2 separate regions of the Hordeum vulgare genome follow, and region 2 is linked to region 1. Evidence: chromatin contacts called from public Hi-C data. All regions are on one chromosome and are shown on one strand. The core of a region is the stretch at or near the end of the contact, and the rest is flanking DNA. Distances in the headings are between cores, read along the strand shown.

The links. A called contact is a pair of places that touch in the nucleus more often than the background predicts.
Region 2: a Hi-C map of seedling shows a contact between it and region 1, with 3 times the contacts expected there. The contact joins two enhancer-like sites. A contact is called at or near these places in 2 of 6 Hi-C or Micro-C datasets (leaf and seedling).

Annotation. Positions count from the first base shown.
Region 1 is chr6H:463,989,949-463,992,915 of MorexV3_pseudomolecules_assembly, forward strand. No RefSeq gene overlaps it. Among protein-coding and RNA genes, the nearest start is that of LOC123402948, 57 kb to the left of the region's middle. Within about 2 kb of position 1,568, at least 3 of the 3 cell types and tissues checked have open chromatin away from gene starts, as enhancers often do. A contact at or near this core is called in leaf and seedling, where this site is marked.
Region 2 is chr6H:464,198,175-464,201,141 of MorexV3_pseudomolecules_assembly, forward strand. LOC123403026 (U-box domain-containing protein 5) reads right to left here. Exons shown (of 7, transcript XM_045097005.1): 7 at 2,078-2,967. The coding sequence ends at 2,408. Among protein-coding and RNA genes, the nearest start is that of LOC123403026, 5.9 kb to the right of the region's middle. Within about 2 kb of position 1,422, at least 3 of the 3 cell types and tissues checked have open chromatin away from gene starts, as enhancers often do. A contact at or near this core is called in leaf and seedling, where this site is marked.

The DNA of each region.
Region 1 (2,967 bases), core at 318-2,817:
TATGCGCCGGAGGCCTCGACGAAGGCCCCAGGCACACCCTCGACAGCAACGCACTATCCTGGAGCGGCGCATCAGCCTAATGACGTTGAACTCGGGGTCTGCGTCTCCTTGGCCTGCGCTTGCGCAGGCGCTAGGAGGCTATGGCAGAGTGGAGCGACCATCGTTGCATCCCGCTTTGGGGAACCACAGTAGTGTGCTCAACTTCCAAAGATCTGGTGCAGAGCTCGCTCGGATTCGCGAAAAAGCTCTCAGGCCCCCTACCTGGCGCCAAAGATGTCGGGAAAATTGACACGCCTGTGGGAACCTCGACGGATCCCTTGATCGTTTGGCGGGGAGTTGGGTGGCGCCAAGAGCAGAGCTAGTGATCAGCACCGGCAAGGTTTTTACCCAGGTTCAGGCCACTTAGTGCATAAAACCCTACTCCTGCTTTGCTTGTTGTATTGGGTGCTTAGTTTAGGGTTACTTGCTACAGTAATTGCCTTTCGGCTGGTGATCAAAGAGTCTAAAATCCCAAAAGGTCCAACCCCTAGAACTGGGCTTTGGGCCTCCTTTTATAGGCAAAGGGGTCACCAACAGTGCTCTGTAGTGGGTTCACGAGTCGCATAGTGAACAGGGTTCACCGCTATCTATCTACAGTAGTGTCAGGGGCAGTAAATGCCTTGTCAGCCCCCCTGACCTGCATCAAGGTGGCATCGACACGTACCCATGGGCTTTGTGCTGGCGCATGAGGGATGCGCTGGAGCGGTGGCAGTCGGTGGCACTGTGGCAGGAGGGACACCTGGCGGGCGAAGGGAGCTTGTCGGCCTGGCGTCCTTGCCTGTGGTCTAACCTGTCTTCCCGGCAATGAGGGCTTGTCGGGGCCTCGGACGTCTTCCTGGCAAGGAGGGCTTGTCGGGGCCTTGCGTCTTTTCCCGACAAGGAGGGCTTGCCGAGGCCTTGTGGGTCTTCCCGGCAAGGAGGGTTTGCCGGGGCCTTGTAGCTTGGGCTTGTTCTTCACACCCTTCGAGGGGGTGTGGCCTTGGTGAGCTTGTATTATCTTTCCCGTCAGCCTTCTTCGTGTACTGCCGCCAAGGGTGTTGCCGACGCCCGTGCACAAGTCTAAAGCACAGGAGACCCTAGTCTTCAGTGCACCGACAATGGTTGAAACAAATCGAAGACGATGATCACGAAGAACAAATTTATAACAGATGAGAAGATTATGAGCATTATTTTTGGTGGACTTTTGAGTCAAACATTAGCATAATTCTCTTCCGGAAAGGCATGGAAAAGAGACACAGGACTGGAGTCAGAAGAAGCACCGCTCACCAACTCCAAGCTTTAAAATAGTAAAGAAGGCACCCAATCATCCACACGGTTAATGACCAGTCGTTTGAGTTTGCTCAAGGGGCTGAGGTGGAGTATGAGAAACATGCATGGAGCGAGTAATCAATCATAGGGCAAGCAAGCGGCATCTGGTCTTTATCAAGTTTGTTGGCTCCCCAAGAGCCAGGGCCCCAGAATGATGGATAGGTCCCCCGAGAGAAGAACAGATAGCTGGTAGGTATCCTTTTCGGGTGGCTCGCTCTTCCATTCCCTTGTGTCGGATGCCTTCCTTCCTTCCGTCTTTAGGCCTCCCTCTACCTCTACACAGCTGTGAAGATTAAGGGCAAAGGTGCAATGTCACAGGCCACGGGAACAGGAAGTCAAGCCTCTCAAAAGCCAAGTAAACTTAACAGCAATGCATGCAGCAGGTCTCAAGACCATGGGGCCCGTTGAGAATTTCCAGCCCAAATGCAAGCCAATAAGTGAAGGTTACTGGTGTTTCAGTAGAAATGGGGAGGATTAAGATGATGGGTACCTACGTGCAAATGATTAGCTTGTGGAATAAAAATGCCGGCTGAATGCATTATTGGAGCTTAGTGTGCTTCAACCTTCAAGCCTGACGATTAATGAGGTCGAGATGTCATCTGAGACGCAGCACTCCAGTGGCCACTAGCAAAGTTGTCGATGGTTAACTAGTCACACGTGAATACCAGGACTGCATTTTTTTTCTATGTACGTGTACATCACGCTTACGGTCTACCACACATCCATGCATCCACGTATAGTTCTTGAGGCTTGGCTGCCGCGCTCTTTACAAGTCCGTGGTCATTTTGTTTCACGTGTATTGCAGCTCATTCGCTGTGCGGTGTAGACGCGCCAAATTAAGTTTCCATCTGCGTCTTTTCTTTCGTCGCAAAAGAGTAAAAGCAAAATCCTTTCTCCATGGGGGTGTCGGCACAGCCATTAGGCCCTGTTTGAATCATCATTTTCCTTTTAAATACACTTGTAAAAAATACACACATGCAGCCGTCGATTCATTTCCGGATGGAATTTGCACAGCGACCAATAAATTACAGATGTAAGTTGTATACCTCCGTATTGAAATACATCCAATCCAAACACGACCTTAGCTGGATGCACAACAGGCCACTAAAAACCTTATCCTGCACCACATCCGTCAGAATCCGATCAAAGCGTAGATGCATTTTACTTGACCGAACTAAGCGCCCGTCAAAGACAGAACGTGTCGCCACTCACTCCCACACACACACTGGCTCACGCGTGCATTAGAGCATGCTAGTACCCCGGTTAGTTCGCCTAAGCACCCCCCGATCGGCAGCAGCCACTCACCCGCAGTCGCAGTTGCAGCCTGGGCGGGGCAAGGCAAGGCAAAGGCCGCAAGGCGCACAGACGCAACCACGAAAGCGAAGCGTGTCCGCCGCGCACACGGCAAGGAAAGGGATGTTCCTTTCTCCTCGGTGCCATGAACTTGGCCAGCCAGCCTGCGTGATCGACCTCCACTGCCGCTGCCGCTGCCGCTGCCACTGGAGGAGTGGACGAAAAGAAGACTTCCACTGCCGCTGCCGCTGGAGGAGTGGACGAAAAGAGGCACCACACCAGTAAGCTGAGCAGCAGCCGAGCCAACCCGTTGTGGGATTAATTTAC
Region 2 (2,967 bases), core at 172-2,671, 210 kb after region 1:
ACAGGTCTTCACTGAAATATTGGTATATCAAAACTGTGTTTGGAACGTAGAACGGAATGGGCCCTCGAGATCTGGTGGGGGATTGTTGAAATATGGGATGGGCTTTAGACCCATCCAACAATTTCACAAAAATCTCTATGGGCCCATGTAGATGTTATGACAAGGAAGTGATGAAAGTTTAGTCCCACTCCGTTGGTGGAGAAGAAGTTGGACCTGCTTATAAGGGATTCTCTTTCACATGCTATTGAAGCTTGAGAAGAGAAGTGGTTGTTGTGCGCTCTTTCTCCGTCGTCCTTCTCGCCATGCCTCTTCGCGTCACGCGACGGGTTGAGGAAATGAGCCGAGCTGAGAGTCCTTAGCAGACGAGCCACGATCTAAAACGTTGGATCGCGGAGTGTTGCTGACTTGGATGTGGGGGCGTCGGTAACCCTAACCGCCACGAGAAAAACACGTCGCATGTACTCTGCCTCCATGCGCACCACCCCGACATCTTTTTGTTGTGGCTGCTATGAGTGATCCCTTTCTGTCCACCACGTACACGATTGACGTGACAGCAGGCCTCCGAAACCACCGCCTCTCCAGAACATGTACGAGAAAGGGATGGTTAGGTTTTTGAAGAGAGTCTCCTACGTACGCGACTACTCGCCGCCTTCCATCTACGTTAGTTGCATCGTCTAAATCCACGTCGCCATCCTTGCCGCCATGGCCACTGAAGACCGACTCGTCGTCGAAAAACTTGAAGCCGAGAAGAAGGCAACTTAGGAGACCGTTTCGGCTGCGGTGTCTGCGTGGCCTGTGGCCTATTGAAGGGTATAACTCCCTTATCCCGTTCATGTTAATTACCAGCGTTATGTGTAGATGTGTCTATTGTTTAAGTAGTAAGTGCTCATCTCATCGAATATCAATTTATGCTTAGCAACGCGTACATCATGTTCGTGATTTATTCCTAGATTAAACTAATCAAAAAACTGCTAATGTTATCAACAGTTCGAACGTCTCCGTGAACATTTGGTGAGGTTTGTTTCGGTGATCCGTGGTGGAGTTGCCCTCACTCCCCTGGCGCCAGGAGCACGGGAGGTGATCATCAGAACGGTGCCTTTTGCATTGCCCCGAAGGAAAGGGACAAACGAGCAAGATGCCGGCATGGCAACACGGTGCGTCGCACCTGGGCGTCATCATAGGACGAAGAAGACACATCCATGGTCGGCATCAGTCCGCCCATCCATCCATCCATCCACAGATTGGACGACCATGACTGGGATGATGGGCGTCGAGTGCGGGATGATCGGGCGCGCCATGGGCATTAACGGCGCTGATCCAGCGAAAAGCGAACACTCCGGAAAGGACCGGGACGGGACGAAACCCAAAGCTGAGCGCCACCAGTGGCAGTACCATACCTGATGCTCTCCACACATGCATGCACGTACCAGGTCAGGTTCCCTGCACCGGGCAGGAGACGATCTCCGGCACCGAACTACTGCACGGGGTGCTGGCCAGCCCGAGCCAATCATGGCGACTGAAACCGGCATGATTGCGAGCTCCATTCGTCTTTCTTTTTCTTTCTTTCTTCCTCCTTTGCCTGCTCGGTAACCGTCTTCACGATCCATCGTGCGATGACTGACATAAAAGGGTACAACAGATCTGCGGATCCTTGGAGCGCCGGCCCGCCTGCGGGACGGATCCGGAGCACCTGGACGCCCAGCAATTGGCACAAACAAAGGCGACTGCGCAGTTGCGAAAGAGGCCGCATGATTGCATTCTGCATCATAATGTGATGGTGATGCCAGCCAATTTTTTTGTATGATATGAGTGCCGCGGGATGGCTCCAGCTGACCAAATGGCAACTTGTGTGTGTATATATCATTGAACAGCACTGGTAAATTTCCACTTAGAATTACCCAAGTTGGGAAATTACATCCTTCATTGTGCATGAGAAGGAGCTTAGAATTCCCACTTACAATTACCCAAGTTGGGAAATTTCCATTAGAATTACTTATCTTATCCCAAGGCATGAGAAAGAGCTCTTTTCTGGCAAATAATAGGATGAGCCACTTGCCCTGCTTTGTTGAGATAAGAATAAGATGAGTAAAATCTTCATTCATTTGGGGCTTTCCAGCTACTGTGGAACAGTAGGGTACAAAAAGGCAAACTTTTTGCCACTGAAGGCAGGCATGGATGGAACTATACCAGCTGTCTTTCTTTACTTCTTATACACACACATCTACAATCTGCAAGACTGGTAAATCTGCTAACCAATATATACCGAAAGACTCGAGGATGAAAAAGATCATCTCACCAAGCATTTCATCCGGGCAATACAACTGCTACTTTTACCATCTATATATGCCAAGCAAAAAAAGAACGGTTAGTGTTGTACTAACATGTACAAGGCCTACAAACTCTGTCCTCAAAACAGCGTCAGGGACCGAGGTTTCGAGAAAATGTTCAGCTTCCTTTGGAAAAACCCAGATGACTTCGATGCTGGCCGCCTGTGAATCGGGCTCTCCGTGGGAGGATCCTCTACTATCACCTCGGCGGCCGCCACTTCCTGTGAACACGAGTTGTTGATCTCGCTTTGCCTCATGTCCCTAAGAAGATTCAGTAGCTTGAACGAGCAACTCTTCGCTTCATCAATCCCGTTCACCGACAGGTCCACGAGGGCGGGGATTACGCCCTCCTTCATCACGTGGGAGCAATCCTCCACGCTACGGGAACATATTGCCAGAAGGATTATCACTGCAAGTTCTCGCTCTTTAGGGCTTCCTGTGTCTAGATACTCTGCAATGGAACCAAGGCATCGGTCTGTTCTGGTAATAAGCGCCATAGCTTCTTCCACTTCGCATAAGTTCCGCAAAATCTCCAAACAGCACTCCACGAAGCTTCCTTCTGCCAAAATGGGAACCAGCTTCGAGATTATTCCCAGTGAAATCAGCTGTGACTTCACATCAGCACCGGATGAAAGGTCAC